Linked DNA regions of Mus musculus: region 1 is linked to region 2. A link is a contact called in public promoter capture Hi-C data. All regions are on one chromosome and are shown on one strand. Each heading gives the region's core, a stretch centred on a gene start, on an enhancer-like site or on the middle of the called end of the contact. The rest is flanking DNA. Distances are from core to core; before and after follow the strand shown.

Region 1 (3,814 bases), core at 482-2,981, 1.2 Mb before region 2:
AGTAGGAGCCTGGCTTCCCTGCTGAAGAAATCCCTTGCTATCCCCAGAAACTGGGGCTGGGCAGGGAGTAGGGAAGACATTTTTTTTTTTTTTTTTTAACTTTGTTTAGTTAGACCTATCTTCACCTTCCCGGACTTGTGCACCAACAGGACTATTTATGTCCCTGTTTTGGAGATAAACACTTTAAAACTTTTCATTTTGAAAATACTCCCTTGAATTTTCACTTTGGAATCAAATGTGTAGGACAATGTCTAATTGGCTGTCATGCTGCCAAGGCCATGGTGGCTTCCACTGTGCAGGGGAAGGGACAGAGCACCGGGTTCAAGTGAGTGACGACTGCCGATCACCTAGCAGCTTCCCAGCCTTACCCAGGGTGATCTCCAGGATAGGGCTTTGGCCCAGAGCTCTGCAGACTTCCCCTTCATCCTTTCACACCCAACAGCTGACGGCCACCTTGCCCTGTCCTATCTCTGAGAGGCCTACAGGCTGCTCCCCTCAGTTCACACAAGGGGCACTGGGATTTGTGCCCATCAGGGCGGGGTGGGGGTGGGCTGGAAGAAGAGACCACCCAACCTGAGGCATTTCCTTGCTTGCACAGAAATGCTTTGTTGAAGATGGTCCCAACACCATCCCTCAACCGCAGGCAGAACTTTCCCTAGCCACCCTGGCTCATCTTGTGGTTTTCCTCAGGCACCCACACCTCCTTTCAGCTTTCTCTTCCTGTGGCCTTCCCACTCCTCCCAACAGTGATAACTGTAAACAAAGGGCTTTCAAATAGCTCCAGCCTGAAGACACCATAGAAGGGTTGCCTTGTAGCTGGGCATTGAAAGTGCTAGGGCACAGGTCCTGGAGCACAACTTTGGATGGGTGGGGCATTGGATTGCCTTGTAGCTGGGCATTGAAAGTGCTAGGGCACAGGTCCTGGAGCACAACTTTGGATGGGTGGGGCATTGGGTTGCCTTGTAGCTGGGCATTGAAAGTGCTAGGGCACAGGTCCTGGAGCACAACTTTGGATGGGTGGGGCATCACAATGCTTGCTTCTTTCCTGTCACCCCAGACCAAACCTCTGTTTCCCCTGTGGGCAGAGAAAGGCAGGGTCTTTGAAGGCTTTTGGGGGCAAGTCACTTATCAGGTGTGTTGCTCAACTGGAAACAGTTATCACGGTGAGGCCTTGGCGGGATGTGAGTAGAATGAGTATGTGTGTGACGCACTGAGCTCCAGGGATGGGCTCTTTATTTCTAGTCACATGGAAAGAATGGTGCTGTGTACATCCACACGCCCTGGGTTCACTAGAGCTGGGAGGGGTCCCTGTCATCCCTGTGGTCCGCCTCGCGCTCGCCCACCTAACCCAGCACCCACTCCTCAGCTCTGGAACCGGTCCCTTCTGATCAAACAAGAGGTCCCCTTCTCACCTAGAGACTCGGCTCCTCTTCCTAACCCACCAAAGGCTCCTCCCACAGCGCATCCCTTTCTCCAGCCCCGCCCCTCAGGTGGTTCGGTCTACCCCCTCACCCCGAAACGCGCCCCTCCCCCGCGGCCACGGGCGGGGCTACCCCATTTCACAGATGAGAACAGCGAGGCTGCGACAGATGACCTTTCACGGCAGGACAGGTGCCCGGAAAGACATGTATGCGTCCGCTGGGTCCAGAGCCCTCCCCGAAACCCCTGCGCACCGCACCCACCTCCTGCCCTCGCTCGGCAGCCTCCCCTCCAGCCAGCGCAGCTTCGCTAGGGGGTGGGCCGGGCTGGGGCAGGGGCGGGTCGTCCCGGGCCGCGCGCTGGCCGCCGGGACTTGTAGTCCCCTCTGCGTTCCTTCCTGTGCCGCGTGCCGGGCCCGGACTCCACCTCCCAGGAGGCTACGCGGAGAGCCAGCCCCCTACTGGCCCGCCCCGCCGGCACTGGGACCAGCTGGCCTTAAAGGGGACGCGGCCCGACTGGGAGCTCGCAGGGTAACCCCCGCTGTGGCTCCGCCCCGTTTCCCCGCACCTCACCCCTCTCCCAGTTCCGTCCCGCAGCTCTGAGACCGCGCAGTTGCACTGCCCAGGTCCATCTAGGGTTGTGCGGAGCGGGGTGGGTGGAGTTGGACATCACAAAGTAGCAGCAGCATCCCTGCGGTCTGGGACCCCTCGGTAGGGGAGCGGAGGACCCGCCCTGACCTCGACTGGCCCAGCCTAGTCTAGTCCGGCCCATGCGCCCCGCCCAGGAGTGGGTTCTAAGGTAAGGCCCTCTGAAGTCTAGGAGTTAAGGGGGCTTTGGGTGTTTGAGTGCTCATGTCGGGGGGCGGGGGCAGTGTCTGCACTCTTGACATTTCGAGTGCTCCTTACTTATCTTTAGGACTCTGAGAGCACGAGATTGGAAGGTGGGGGATCTAGGTGCTTCTGGGCCTTTGCTGTGTGACCTTGGCCTTCTAACTGCCCCTCTCTGAGCCTTAACCATCTCCTTCATCAACTGAGTAGTTCCAGCTTCTGTACCTCTCAGTCCTGAGAGCAGCCACAACTAGAACCATGACGCCTGGCAATCTTTTTGCGGAGAACCCCCAGTCTGGGCTAAACAGGCGTAAGGAAGGAAGAGAGGGGGCCCAACTGGAGTAGACACTGAGGATCCAGAGGCAGTCTGATCATCTTTGTCCTGGAGTCCGGGGGCCTTGACATCGCTTGCAGATTGCAGAACTGAAGCTTAAGCGCCTGTCCTCCCTCAGAGAAAGTCTGGGCTGGGAGTGGGGGCTGGGTTAGCAGAGGTTAGTGAGTGGTGGCTCTGTAATCAGGGGCGAGTGTGGACAGTCCCAGAGGGGACTTCTCTTCATCTTCTCTTCCATCTCTCTAATTCCTCTTCAGTAACAGGGTTGTTCTTGCCTGTCACTAGCAAAGCCCTCACTCCTGTCTTTCCAGGACCCAGCCTGGGGCTGGTCGAGGCCTCCTAGGGGGAAGGGTGCCATGCTAGGGTTGCCTTGGTAAGACACTGAGTTAAAACACATTCTGCTGCCAAGAGACCCGAGTGAACCCTGGCGTCCATAGGAGTCAGGGTGTGGGGGCATGAATGTGAGGGGCTGAGAGGACAGCAGATGAACCCCCTCCTCCCCAACGCAGGGCAGGGACCTGCAGACCCTCCCTCCTCCCCTTTGAGGAGATCTGGGAACAGCAGATCCAGGGGCTAACCAGGAGCTGGGGTTTCTTATTGTTTTTTCTGCCTTGTTTGTATGGGCCATTTCTGGAATGGCTGAGTCTTCTTTGGCCTCTGTGAGGTATCTCGCAGATGTTCAAGGGTCATGGATATTAGAGTCCAGGCCCAGGCTGAGGAGGGACAGGGACTGGCCTCAAGGTAACTCTGTCTCTGGATACTACTTTTCTGGTCACATCTTTGATTTTTATCTCGTTTTGTTACCAAATGTCTCTCATCAATATCTAGGCACACCTAGATACATGGCCACCTCTGCCCCTGGGCACACTATCATCCTGGGCGCTGTGTACAGAACAGGATTGGATCTACTTCCTCCAGAGTCAGACCCTAGCCAGGTAGGAGAGAGAGCGTGCTGGAGCAAGTTAGACTGCAGAGGATGAAGGAGCCAAGGCGGCCTGGGAACCGGAGCTTAGAGACTCGCTCTGTGGAGGGACAGGGAATGGCTTGTGAACTGGGCATTGCAGGATGAGTCAGAATTAGCCAGGAAAGAAGAGGCAAGCCCTTTCCCATAGAGAGGACAGAAACAAAACAAAACAAAACAAAACAGCCTTTCTCCAATTTCCATCTATGCCTAATATCAGTGTGGTGTCACATAGACAGCCCAAGTGGCAGGCTTTCGAGTATGGGCTTTGACTGA
Region 2 (4,015 bases), core at 864-3,363:
ACCTCCACGGGAGTGCCATGGCTCAGCACTCTCACCCCACTAAATGCATATGTGTAAGAGAAAATAAAACTTTACAGTTCATCTAGTCAGCTGTTTATCTTCACTGATCAGTGTAGCCTCTGTACTGTAACATCACATGTGTGCAGTGGCACATGGGGCAGTGCAAATAATAACATTAATTTAAAAAAAGAAAAGAAGTTTCTTTGGCTGAGCATGGTGAAATATACCTGTTATCCTTGTCCTCAAGAAGCTGAGTCAGGAGGATCACAACAGACTCAAGTGGGTCCTAATGGTATAAAGGGAATAAGGCTAGCTTGAAACAAACTAAGAGCCTTCTAATTGCACACAGAGTATCCACACAAAGGCACGCAAGCCCAGGGAGGTGGCATATGGGTTAGAAATGAAGGTGTGAGTCTCAATTAAATATCTTGAAAATATTTATATTTTTATCTAGTGTGGTTTCTAACTACAAGACTTGTAGTCACAGGTAGAACTCTTGTTGGTAGCTTGTGAGGTTTCAAACTCTGACCTTCTGAGAGCTCTCTGTCCAGTTTCTTTGGCATCATCCCCAGTCAGTCAAAGATTCTCAGTCATAAAGCAACGTCAAGTACCTACGAAGAGGGCAAAAGACCTGTCTATTCCTACACCCTCACTTTATTCCTGTGTCAAACTGGGTAATACTAGTGTCCCATAATACACTTCTACCCATGGGAGGTGGCTCCTGAAACCTGGAAGTTATGCAGACTCCAGTTTCACTCAAGTTTTGGATAACTTTAGTCTCCTTTCCTGCTACATGCTTCCCCCGGGGTCACCCCCATCTGTAACAGAAGCTTGATATTACAGAGATCCATAAATTAAAGTGGAGCAAAAGAACTCAGAAGAGACTGGAGCATCAAGACTCCCATGTGCAGCTAAGTGCAGCTGCTGAGATGCAGTGCTGGCCACTCAGCCCAGCCTTCACCACCCTGTCCCTTTCTGTCACTAGACACACACCAGGAAGATGGAGGGCGGTAGGAAACAGAGGTTTGACCTTTCCATCCAGTCCCATGGCTGCACTTTGGGACCTTGCCATCCCCTTGGAGTTTGCTAGAATTGGCGAGAGAACAGTCCTTGACTCAAACAACTGAGAAATATACTTAACACCACATTGATTTTCCATATAATTTTATAAGCACAAACATTCTCTTTCATTTCCTGACAAACAGCTATATTCCCCAAAGTGTCCAATAAAAATCAGTAATTTGCACATCACTGTCTTTCTCAGAGGCTGCTGTTTAGAGTTAGTCATCAAGGCCAAGGTTCTGCCTCTTCCACCCCCTCCCCAAACAAAGCAAAACCTTTTGATGCTTGGTGGCCGGCTTTATAGACTTCCTGATGCCTGGGAAGAGTGCTTACTCTGCACACAGTGAAGGAAGTCGCCACACATCCACACAGCTCTGCCCCCCAACTCTGCCACTGCAGGGCCTGCTCAGGATCCCCTACCTGCTCCCCACAGCTATGAGGGAGAGTAACGCCTTCCTGCATGTGTCAAAGTAGAGTGATTAATTCAATGACTGACAAACGCCCGAGGCTAAATGGGCACCCAGTCCTAGGTGGCAGCGATTACTCAAAAGTTGCATCATAGAACAAGCAATGACAAGATTGAAGACTGGAAGCAAGCAGTTTTTCATTCCAGGAATCTACATGCCGTGCCCGTGCCCTCTCACCCAGGGACTGAAACACATAGGGTCTTCCTCCTTCCACTTTGTGGTTTCTAACTTCAACCATATCCTTTTCCCCAGCCAGCCCCTCCCCATCCAAGACGCAGCCAGGTTGCTGCAGGGGGCGGGAACAGCAGAGAAACAGAAAAGTATAGATTCTTACCCAGAAGTCAGGTCTTCTCAGGTCCTGGGGATGCACAGTTCTCAGGAGACAGGGCACCGGGGTTGCCAAGGGAACCTGAAATACTAGTTTGCCACAATCCTGCAGGAATTACGTCCCAGGGGTGAGTAGGGACGCGTCAGTCATTCAAAACTGCTGAAGTTCAGAGTCTGAGGAAGAGAAAAGGAAGCACAGAGAAAGAATGTCTCTTAGTGGCCCGGTGTCAAGTGGAGGAGTCCAGATTCGGGGCTCTTCCCATCCCCACCCGATGCTGGTTGTCAGGGAGCGTGTGTGCTTGCTTCATGTTTTGTGCTGGTGTTTTCGTTTCTTTTTCCCTGAGCCCTGGCACTGGGGAGCGTGGAATGGCTCAACCTGTTGTAATCAAACATGTGGGTTGCTGCTTGTTGCAAAGATATTGCAGCAGCCTCTTCATTACAAGAGGCTGTTCTTGGATGGAAAGAATTAATTTCCTTGCCTGTGGGTGCCTGCTTGGGCTCCAGGACGTGGATGGAGCAGAGTGCTGAGACTGGGAACTGAGACACTGGGCACAGCGTTCCTGGTCATATGCCCCTGGTTTCCACTGTCTTGACTGTAGGAGACTCCTGCCAGATGCATCCTTTGTGTGCAGGTGGGACTCAACCCCAGATTTGAAACTACAACTTTAAAGCTGATTCCTGGAAACTCATTGGTCCGAGTACCTCAGGCTTTCTCATCACAGGGCACTGTGGGTGGGACTGTCCTTGGAAAATAGGGAAGGCATCCATGCCCCCAATCTGTTGGCTCCTTCCCTCATTCATTCATTCATTCATTCATTCCTTCATTCCTGCATGTGTGAATTTATCAGTCTGTTCTGTACTCACCATTCATCCTTGCACTAATTGCTTTATTTATTAATTTATTTATTAATTTATGTTCCCTTACATATTCATCCTCCCATTTGGTATTCACATACATTTTTATTCACTCACTGACTGACACGTTCAATTGTATTATTATTTGTCAAGATTCATTTATTCACCTATTTGTCATTTCATGTAATCTATAGACTTGCCAAACATGCACACATTCATTTTTTTCATGTATGAAGCATTTACTTTTATTTCCCATATTCACCCATGCATCAATCCATCCATCCAAACATCCCATAAATCATTTTAAATTCACTGATTCATAGATTTGTTGTCTGAGATGTAAATGTTCATCTATTTATGCACAAGTTCCTGCAATTCTTCATCTTCTGAAGATACATCCTAAGTCCTATGATATGCTGAGAAAAAAGAATGACAGCATACCAGTTGGTAGTCCTGAAAACATATTAGGGATATATATGCAATAACAATGAATGAAAAGGAGGCCATGAATTTGAGCCAGAGCAGGGACAGTTATATGAGGGGGAGGGGGTGTGGAAGGAGGAAATGGAAAAGGGAATTATAATTGCAATTAAAATATGATTTCAAAAATCAACGATAGCAAAAGAGTGAACCCCTGAACAGAGAGTGGATGACAGTAGACACAGCTACAAGGAACTAGACTTCAACACAAGGAGGAAGATGAGGGATTCCAGGATCAAAGAGGATGTGAGAAAAATTTGTATGGAGATCTGAGGGACTTCCCCTGTCTCCCAGGGAAAGAGTGTTGAACTTGGGTTTAATCTTATAGAGCATCAGCCTTGAATCTAGTGTAGTTCAGCCAGTGTGGCTTTTCACTAGTTAACCACCCTCTCTGAATCTGTCTCATCTGTAGAATGGGCATGAATTGGCCTGAGGCTGTGGCTCAGGTGGTAGTGTGTTTATCTAGCACACACAAAGCTCTGACTCACAGAAATGGGTAGTGGTAGCTCATGCCCATAAGATCTGTAGAACTCTGAAGTTGGAGGTTGTCCTTGGGTATGGGTTTGAGTCCTGCCAGGGGAATATGAGACCTTGTCTCAATTGAAAAGATATAAAATAAAATAAAATAAAATAAAATAGGAGGAAATCTGCCCACTCTTTCCTCTGAGTGGCTGGGGAGACTAAATGGGGTCACTGATGTCAAAAGTCTGGCAAGACTAAAAGCAGTGCTCTGTAAATGTTTGTCTTCTCCCTCCTTCCTCTTCAGATTTCTTTCCTAAACCCCTGTCAGCAAATTTCCCTTTCCTTCTCTGAAAAAGGTAGGG

Evidence for each region. Promoter capture Hi-C pulls out the DNA fragments that hold promoters and counts their contacts.
Region 1: a promoter capture Hi-C map of 3T3-L1-derived adipocytes shows a contact between it and region 2, with 2.9 times the contacts expected there. The contact joins the promoter of Kctd21 here to the promoter of Tenm4 in region 2. A contact is called at or near these places in 5 of 39 promoter capture datasets (the 3T3-L1 cell line, 3T3-L1-derived adipocytes, embryonic stem cells and 2 more).

The regions. Positions count from the first base shown.
Region 1 is chr7:97,330,240-97,334,053 of GRCm38.p6, reverse strand. Kctd21 (potassium channel tetramerisation domain containing 21) reads right to left here and starts at 1,731. Exons shown (of 2, transcript NM_001039039.3): 1 at 1,683-1,731. Usp35 (ubiquitin specific peptidase 35) reads left to right here and starts at 1,945. Exons shown (of 11, transcript NM_001177412.2): 1 at 1,945-2,217.
Region 2 is chr7:96,169,342-96,173,356 of GRCm38.p6, reverse strand. Tenm4 (teneurin transmembrane protein 4) reads right to left here and starts at 2,113. Exons shown (of 33, transcript NM_001310762.1): 1 at 1,864-2,113.